2 separate regions of the Mus musculus genome follow, and region 2 is linked to region 1. The links are chromatin contacts, called in public ChIA-PET maps. All regions are on one chromosome and are shown on one strand. The core of a region is the stretch at or near the end of the contact, and the rest is flanking DNA. Distances in the headings are between cores, read along the strand shown. Region 1 has its middle 7.4 kb from the start of Gm29903. Region 2 overlaps Prkcb (protein kinase C, beta).

The links. ChIA-PET counts read pairs in DNA pulled down with a chosen protein or histone mark.
Region 2: an RNA polymerase II ChIA-PET map of memory CD8 T cells shows a contact between it and region 1, with 16 read pairs. The contact joins two enhancer-like sites. A contact is called at or near these places in 1 of 15 datasets of contacts at CTCF or cohesin (pro-B cells), 3 of 484 Hi-C or Micro-C datasets (bone marrow-derived macrophages, nephron progenitors and uterus) and 2 of 115 datasets of contacts at active chromatin or transcription factors (memory CD8 T cells and microglia).

Annotation. Positions count from the first base shown.
Region 1 is chr7:122,249,974-122,253,416 of GRCm38.p6, forward strand. No RefSeq gene overlaps it. Among named protein-coding and RNA genes, the nearest start is that of Gm29903, 7.4 kb to the left of the region's middle. Within about 2 kb of position 1,893, at least 73 of the 459 cell types and tissues checked have an H3K27ac peak or open chromatin away from gene starts, as enhancers often do. A contact at or near this core is called in memory CD8 T cells and pro-B cells, where this site is marked.
Region 2 is chr7:122,350,782-122,354,515 of GRCm38.p6, forward strand. The region is part of intron 2 of Prkcb (protein kinase C, beta); the gene reads left to right. Among named protein-coding and RNA genes, the nearest start is that of Gm51497, 56 kb to the left of the region's middle. Within about 2 kb of position 2,065, at least 53 of the 459 cell types and tissues checked have an H3K27ac peak or open chromatin away from gene starts, as enhancers often do. A contact at or near this core is called in memory CD8 T cells and pro-B cells, where this site is marked.

The DNA of each region.
Region 1 (3,443 bases), core at 643-3,142:
ACTTTAAAGAGTTTCTGAAGTAGGTGGCAAGGAAAGAGATATTCAGCTTCATTTTGACACTGCCGACCTCCTAGTGAAAGAGACTGTCATTTCATCATAACAAGCACTGATTGTGTCTGGTTTGTTTGTATCAACTTGATTGACACACTTGGGACACAAGGAACACCCTATCTAAGTTGTTTATTCAGATCTTTGAGGATGACATGAGCAAGCGGTTTGTATTTCTGCTTTTAATCCATGTCTTTCAAGCATGTCACATGACAGTATTAATGAATGAGAGTGTGATTTAATGTCTTCTAAGCAAATCTATTAGTAAATCATTTATTAAATCAAACCTGTAGCTTTGAGTTTCTTCTACATTAATTGAAGAGTGGTAGATAGTATTGCCTTGCAGTCAGGCTACCTTTGGATCAGCCAATGAGAAGAGAGATGGAAGAATATCTAGAAAAAGAAGTTACTTTAGTTTTGAAAATCAAATTATTGTGGTTTCAGGACTTGTCGCTTTAATCCAAATGGAGGAGCTTTACAAAAATGATGTGGTTATGGTTAATAAGGTGTTTTATTAGCTGCTGGCAAACACCTATACCCAAGCTACGCAACTTAGCTTAATGGAGGAAATGTTTATTTTGGCTTATGATTTTAGAATTTCAGTCCATTGTAATAGGAAGGCATGGTTGCCATGGGAGCATAAAGAGGAAGCAGTTCATATTCCTGAGGACCAGGAAGCGGAGAGAGTGGTGAACCCAGGGTCTAGACTCTAACTTTCATGGGCTAGGCTCTAGTGGCTTAGCTCTTCCAGCTAGGCCACATCTCCTGAAGATTCCATAATCTCACAAAGCAGAGCCACTATGTGGGGACCAGATGTTCAAATCAGGAACCAGTGGTGCACAGTCTAATTCACAGTTACCGGTATCAACCAAGTATGATACGTTTCATCTTAGTGCACGTTGGCTTTCTAATCCCAGCCTTTAAATGACGTCTAATGAGCAGGTGGATCCTTATCCAATAATAGGGTATTGTACTGCTTAGAAAACAGGAATTGGAGACAAAGAGACAGGCACAGAGGGATGAAGAGATGCAGAGAGAAGGCAGATCCTGTGAAGGCAGAGGACTGGAGCAATACATTCACGACCAAGAGAAGGTTGCTTAGATGTCTTGAGGCTACAGAGAGGGAAGGAAGGGCTCCTCTATGGGCATTGGAAGGAATATGGCCCAGTGAGTGCTTCAGACAGTTTCCTTCCAGAACTGAAAGATTATATACTTTGGTGGGTTTTAAATTTTTATTTATTTTAAATTACGTGTGTGGGCGTGTAGATGCTCTCAGAGGCTAGAGGTGCCAACTACCCTGGAGCTAGAGTCAGGTGGTTGTGAGCCACCTGTCACGGATGAGTTTAGGTTCTCCGGAAGAGCAATACATGCTCTTAACCACAAAGCCAACCCTACAACCCCTGCCTTTGTTTTTAAAGCGATTCTATCTGTGGCCCTTAAAGCAGCCCTCGGAAGTCTGCGCGTGTGCTAGAGCGTCAAGGACAGGTAGCAGGCCTGGAACTTGGCCTGAGGTAGGTGAGCTATTAAGGCAAAGCCCGCAACAAAATAGCTAGAAACAATCTAACAAGGCAAGCAAGGGCTGCCTCAGAAGAGGCCTGAAGTCGTTTTCTCCTTGTAGTTTCGGGTGGCTTCCACCAGGGGGCAGAGCGGGACTTCTGTGCACAAAATAGGAAAAGAATCTCAAGACAAACTGTCGGCAGGTTAATTCCCCAAGCTAAAACCACCCTTCAAATACCACTCCATCCCCACCCCACCTTATACTACCTCCAATACTCTCAAACACCACTACCACCTGAAACCATCCCCCAAACATCTCCACCTCCACTCCACCTTCATAGCATCCCACTCACACCCGGCAAACGTCACCGCCACCACCTCTCCTCCCGCTAGGGGGAGAAGAGAGGCAAGAGACTTCCCGATTGCTTAAGGAAAAGAGAACTAGGCCCTCAGAGCTAAGGCAGTCTGATCTCCAGTTCCCCGCACTCTGTCGTGGATAATATCGGAGACAGGCCACCTGCCTTTCCTTCAATCAGACCTTGAATCCATTCTCAAGTATTCTGATGGAGAACAATTAACGTTTGCATCATAGGAGTACAGAGATGACTGCCCAGAAACCCATGTTTTCCTGCAACTGCTTCAACAGCAGACAGGCTAGTGCCCCACCCCCTTGACCATAGTGGACCTCAGGGTTTTGACAGGAGGGGCCGGAAACATAGACTGGAAGGAGCATGTGAGCCCCTTCAACTGCTGCCTTTGTGCAGATTCACAGTCGTTCAGTCCCTTTGGATTTTTTACTGTACCCTAGAACCCACACCATAGTCATTCTTCTAACACCTGCTCTTTAGGCTAGTTAGAGTAAGTTTTTATGATTTGCAAAAACCACAGAATTTAAAAAAACCCAGAACTAGTATGAATTATGATGTCTGTGGATAGAGATCTACTAAATGCATTACTTCAAGTCATATAGGCAAATTTCAAAAAAGGAAAAATAACAAAGTGTGTGGGCATGGTGGTGCACACCTGTCATCCTGGCATTCGGGCAGCTGAGGTAGGGAAATCGGGAGCTTAAGTCCAGCCTGGGCTATGCAGAAAGACTCTGTCTTAAAAATAAAGCAAAACATAAAAGTCAAACAAACAAACCCAAAGCACACAACCGCCACCCCCCTCCCACCACCACTGGGACTATTAGAAGTCAGAAAAAGGCTAACTGTGTGCAGATTCTCAGCAAACATTTCCTGGCTGGCTACCATCATTAGTAATAATACCCAGTAAAATTGATGTAGGGATAAGGGAGAGGTCGGTAGTGAGGCCTCTGCCTCTCTACATGGCAATGGAGACAAAGTGCTTTCAAATGGCTAAGGGCAGGCAGTGAGGTGCAGTCCTACTGTGTGGAGTTACACTCTGACGGCCAGTTAAAGCCAAGAATGTTTTCTTCAGAGCGTCAGGGTGCTCACTTCAGAGACCTGTTTGCAAAGGTCCAGGCAGCACAGCAAGTGGGCCTGAAGTTCAGATGGGCCAGTTGCTGGGCAGGATGCGCACCTGACTAGTGGGAGGTGCTGTTTTCTGATGTACAAGTAGTTGCTCACAGCCTACCTGAGCATCCGCTGTCCGTCTGGTAGGAGAAAATAGTTCCTCATTATGGTTTTAATTTACATTGCCTTAATTGTGTGTGGGATGGAGCTTTCTCTTGTGTCTATAAGCTGTATTTCCTTTCCTGAGAGTCGCCTTCCCAGTATCCTTTGCATCACAGCTCCTTAAACTGCCCATCATGTGGGGGGCCTCCAGGATAATTTGGCAACAGTGAATGGTTTTTGAATGTGCATTGACCAAAAGGCAGTCCAAAGTTATACACGTAAGGAATGGATGTGCCTCTGGCAGCACCATCTTGAGACTTT
Region 2 (3,734 bases), core at 815-3,314, 100 kb after region 1:
CAGCACAGCCTCTAGTGACAGATGGTTGAAGACACTTGCTGAATCAACCTTCTTTGAAAGCTGCCCTCCCTCGGTTTGGAGCCAGCCCTGTGTCCTGCTTCTTGCCTAGTTTGCCATTACTTTTGGGGCCTATACTTTTTTTTTTTTAAAGTTATTTCTAGTTGCTTGGATGTATTAGTCAGAGGTCTTCATGTCCTGGAGGAAGAGAGTGGGTATGTGTTAGTAAAGCTTTTTTGATTGCAAGTAACAGAACCTGATTTGAGTCAGCTGGAGCTGGAAGGAGGAAACTGTTAGCAGGCAGACATTTCTTGTTCCCAATCGGAAGACCAGGCTGGCAGAGGAGGGAAGAAGAGGGAACTGGGAGACTGTCCATCTCCCACCTCTCAGCTCGGCTTCCCTTTTTTCATACTAATTATTCTCACGGTTGGACCACCTGCCTCCTTACTCTACACTGTATGCAAGGTGGCCACCCATCATTGCCTGGTAGATGTCTTGAACCTCAACCTTCTTTAGCTCCAGCTTAGGTCTAATGACGAAGGAAATGGAGTGAGGGGCAACATTGCGTAGTGCAAACACTGGGTTGGAGGGTGCAGCAGTCAAGGCAGGATCTCATTGACCTGGTTTAGTCTGGTGAGCTGAAGCCGGGGTGGGTTCACTAAGACACATACAGTGATGGATGCAGTCACTATGGAGATGGTTGGAATCTGTGCCATTCAGTGATGTCCAATACTGGATGATGAGGCAGATCATTGAACTGAGAATTTTATCTTCCTCTCTTTCTCAAGGCCATAAAAGAGGAGACAAGCCAGTCAGCCGAGAGTGTGGCAGAGAGCGATGTGACAGAAGCAGTTCACATTGGACTCGCTAACCTTGAAAGTGCTAAATAGTGATATGTCCAGAAAGACATGAGCATCGCATGAAGCTGCTCCATTTCTGGGAAGGAAGCTCTTTGGAGGACTTTCCTGGCTAGCTTCAGGAAGGCTTGGAACATCTCTTCCACCTTCTTGTTTTCCTTTGTTTCTTGTCCCAGAATTCTTGCTCAGATAACAACTTAGTTTCATGCCTTGCAAAAGGGAAGTTTTTTTCCCCTTCACTGATTCTGGGACTGTGGCTACTCTCTTATTAGGTTTTCTTAGCTTAAGCTGAGCTTAGATGTGGCCCGACACCTGGGGGAACAGGAAAGCCTTTCTCCATTTCTGTCTTAGGGTGAGAATCCTCTCAAGTGTGTGAAGCTTTTAAGCTTCCGTTACTTAAGTGTGTGTTGGGGGTGGGGTGGGGAGGCTGTGTATGAGATCAGAGGTGACTGTGGATGTCAGTCCTCAAGTCCCTTCCATCTTTTGTTTGAGAACATCATTCATTAGGCTGAAATTTCACCACAGTCCACAAGCTTCGGATCCTCGTGTTCCCTTCAGTTTGCCATCTCTGGGGTTATGGGTGCACAGCAGCCTGTCTGGCTTTTCATGTGGGTTCTGGGGATTTGAACTCAGGGCCTCATGCTTGCCAGGCTGGCACTTTACCAGTTGAGCCATCTTCTCAGCCCCCAGTTACTTAATGTAAAGAATGGTGCCTATTGGAGCTTTGATGTCTAGTTTACTTTTAAATGGGGGCAGCAATAGGATCCACTTTGCAGGTGATTGGGGGCTCTAAATGAAGGTATGTGCAGCTCTTTGGATACTAAGCCCTGAAAATGGTGTTGGCCACAACTTCTCCATGATGGGTTTTGCTCACTGAGAGTTGTTCTGGGTTTTAGGGGAAGGTGAAAGAGCTTGCCTTTCACTTTCTTTGGCTCAGAGATCCAGGCAGTCTCTGCAGTAGAACACATTGGAGATATCCATCCAGCCCAGCTTGTGAGCATGTGTTATCCTTGAGAACCATTTAGCAGGGGAGGGCGGGGCCGACCCACACCGAGCCATGTGTTTGGGGTCTTTGGTGCATGTCTTTTTTCAGTTACTGCTTTATCTTTGACAAGGCTGATGAAAGCCAAGAAACCCCTCAAGTTCTCTCCTTTATGGTTATGCCATCCACTGGAAACCGTATTTGGTCTTCTCGCATTGTGTCAGCAACAGCAGGTGCAGCTGGCGGCCCCTGCCCCGCCCCCGTCAGCCCGATCTCTGGGGACTCCTTAGACTAATGCAGTTTTAATGAATACACATTACTGTTTACATGGCTGAAATGAGAGCCTGGTTGCTTATTTTATGCCGAGATTTTTACAGCTCTGTCTTTTGAAATCCTGTCTCTCTTGCTGCACTTCTGGCCACAGGGATGCTTTCTTGGCGGCCTTTCTGCGGTCCCTCCAAATAAGGTATTCCTGAGAAGTACTGAGAAGTACAGTTTCTGAGCCACTGCCTTGCTGGGGAAGGAGTAAACTGTACAGAGCAAAAGCATAAAGATGGGTTCTCCTTTCTTTTTAATTAATAAAATTTAAAATTCTTATTAAAGGGCACTTATCAAATGAAAACAGAGAAGAAAACAAAATCTCCCATGCACATTTTAATAAGTACAAATGGGCATTCCAATTTTTAATTATTTTGAGCCAGGGTTTCTTTATGTTCTTGTACATTTTAGTAAGTACATATGCACATTTCAATTTTTAATTATTTCGAGACAGGCTACAGTTATTTGTGTAGCCTAGGCTGGCCTCATACCCATGACCCTTCTGCCTCAGCCCCTAGAGTGGTATGTTGACAGGCCGGTACCAGCACACCCAGTCTTGGCTGTAAACACATTATTCCTGACATCTGTTTTCTGTTCCCCACAATTAGCACAATAAACAGCTTTCCATGCCAAGCAATGTATATCTGCAGTGTTTCCCCCCAGCATCGCTGTATCCTGCCCTGTTTACAGAAGGCTTTAATTGCATTTTATTTGAAGAGTTACCTACAGTCTCACCGACTCAGGATTTCTCTCTGCTGGTTTGGACTTAGGTATTCAGTTTGTCTACTTAAAGGCAATAAATACCACTAGTTTCTTACAATTTTTTCCCCTGGAAATAGATTATAATAGATAAGGAAGTATATGAATATCATTTATTTTTAATTTTTAAAAATAATTTATTTTCTCTCCTCCACTCACATTAAAATGCTAGCTAAACATTTTGTTTCTCAGCAGCATGTTTTGGGCAGAGTGTGGTGGCAGATATCCATACCCTCAGGACCCTAAAGGCTGAGGCAAGGGGATTGATCATAAGTTTGAGGCTAGCTTGGGCAGTTTAGTAAGTCCAAGGTCAGCCTTATAAAGAAACAGAAACTATCAGAATTTGTTCTACATTAGCCAATACAGAGCATCTTTGCTCTAGGACTCTGGGTCCAGGGTGTGGTGGAAACAGTCACACTGAAGCCTTTTCTGTGGTCTGCCCAAACTTCATATCCAACGGTGCACCTAGGGAAGGGACAGTCTGGCTCTCAGGGTACTGTAGGACCAGAGTATGAATGGTATTGGCTTCCAAAGATCTGATGTCAAAAACAGAGCCGGTGAGCCACATGCCAGGTGGCAGTCACTAGCCAAAGGCCATTTTCAGCTTCTGTATGGTTCTTCATTGGGACCATGCCTAAGACATCGAAACTGCCCTTCATTTCAGTTGGCTGAAAAAAGGTTTCATCATAGGCAAAGAGAGAAGCTCAGATCTTCCTTCCTTCCTTCCTTCCTTCCTTCCTTCCTTCCTTCCTTCCTTCCTTCCTTCCTCCTTCTTCCTCCCTCCCTCCCTCCCTCCCTCCCTCCCTCCCTCCCTCCCTCCC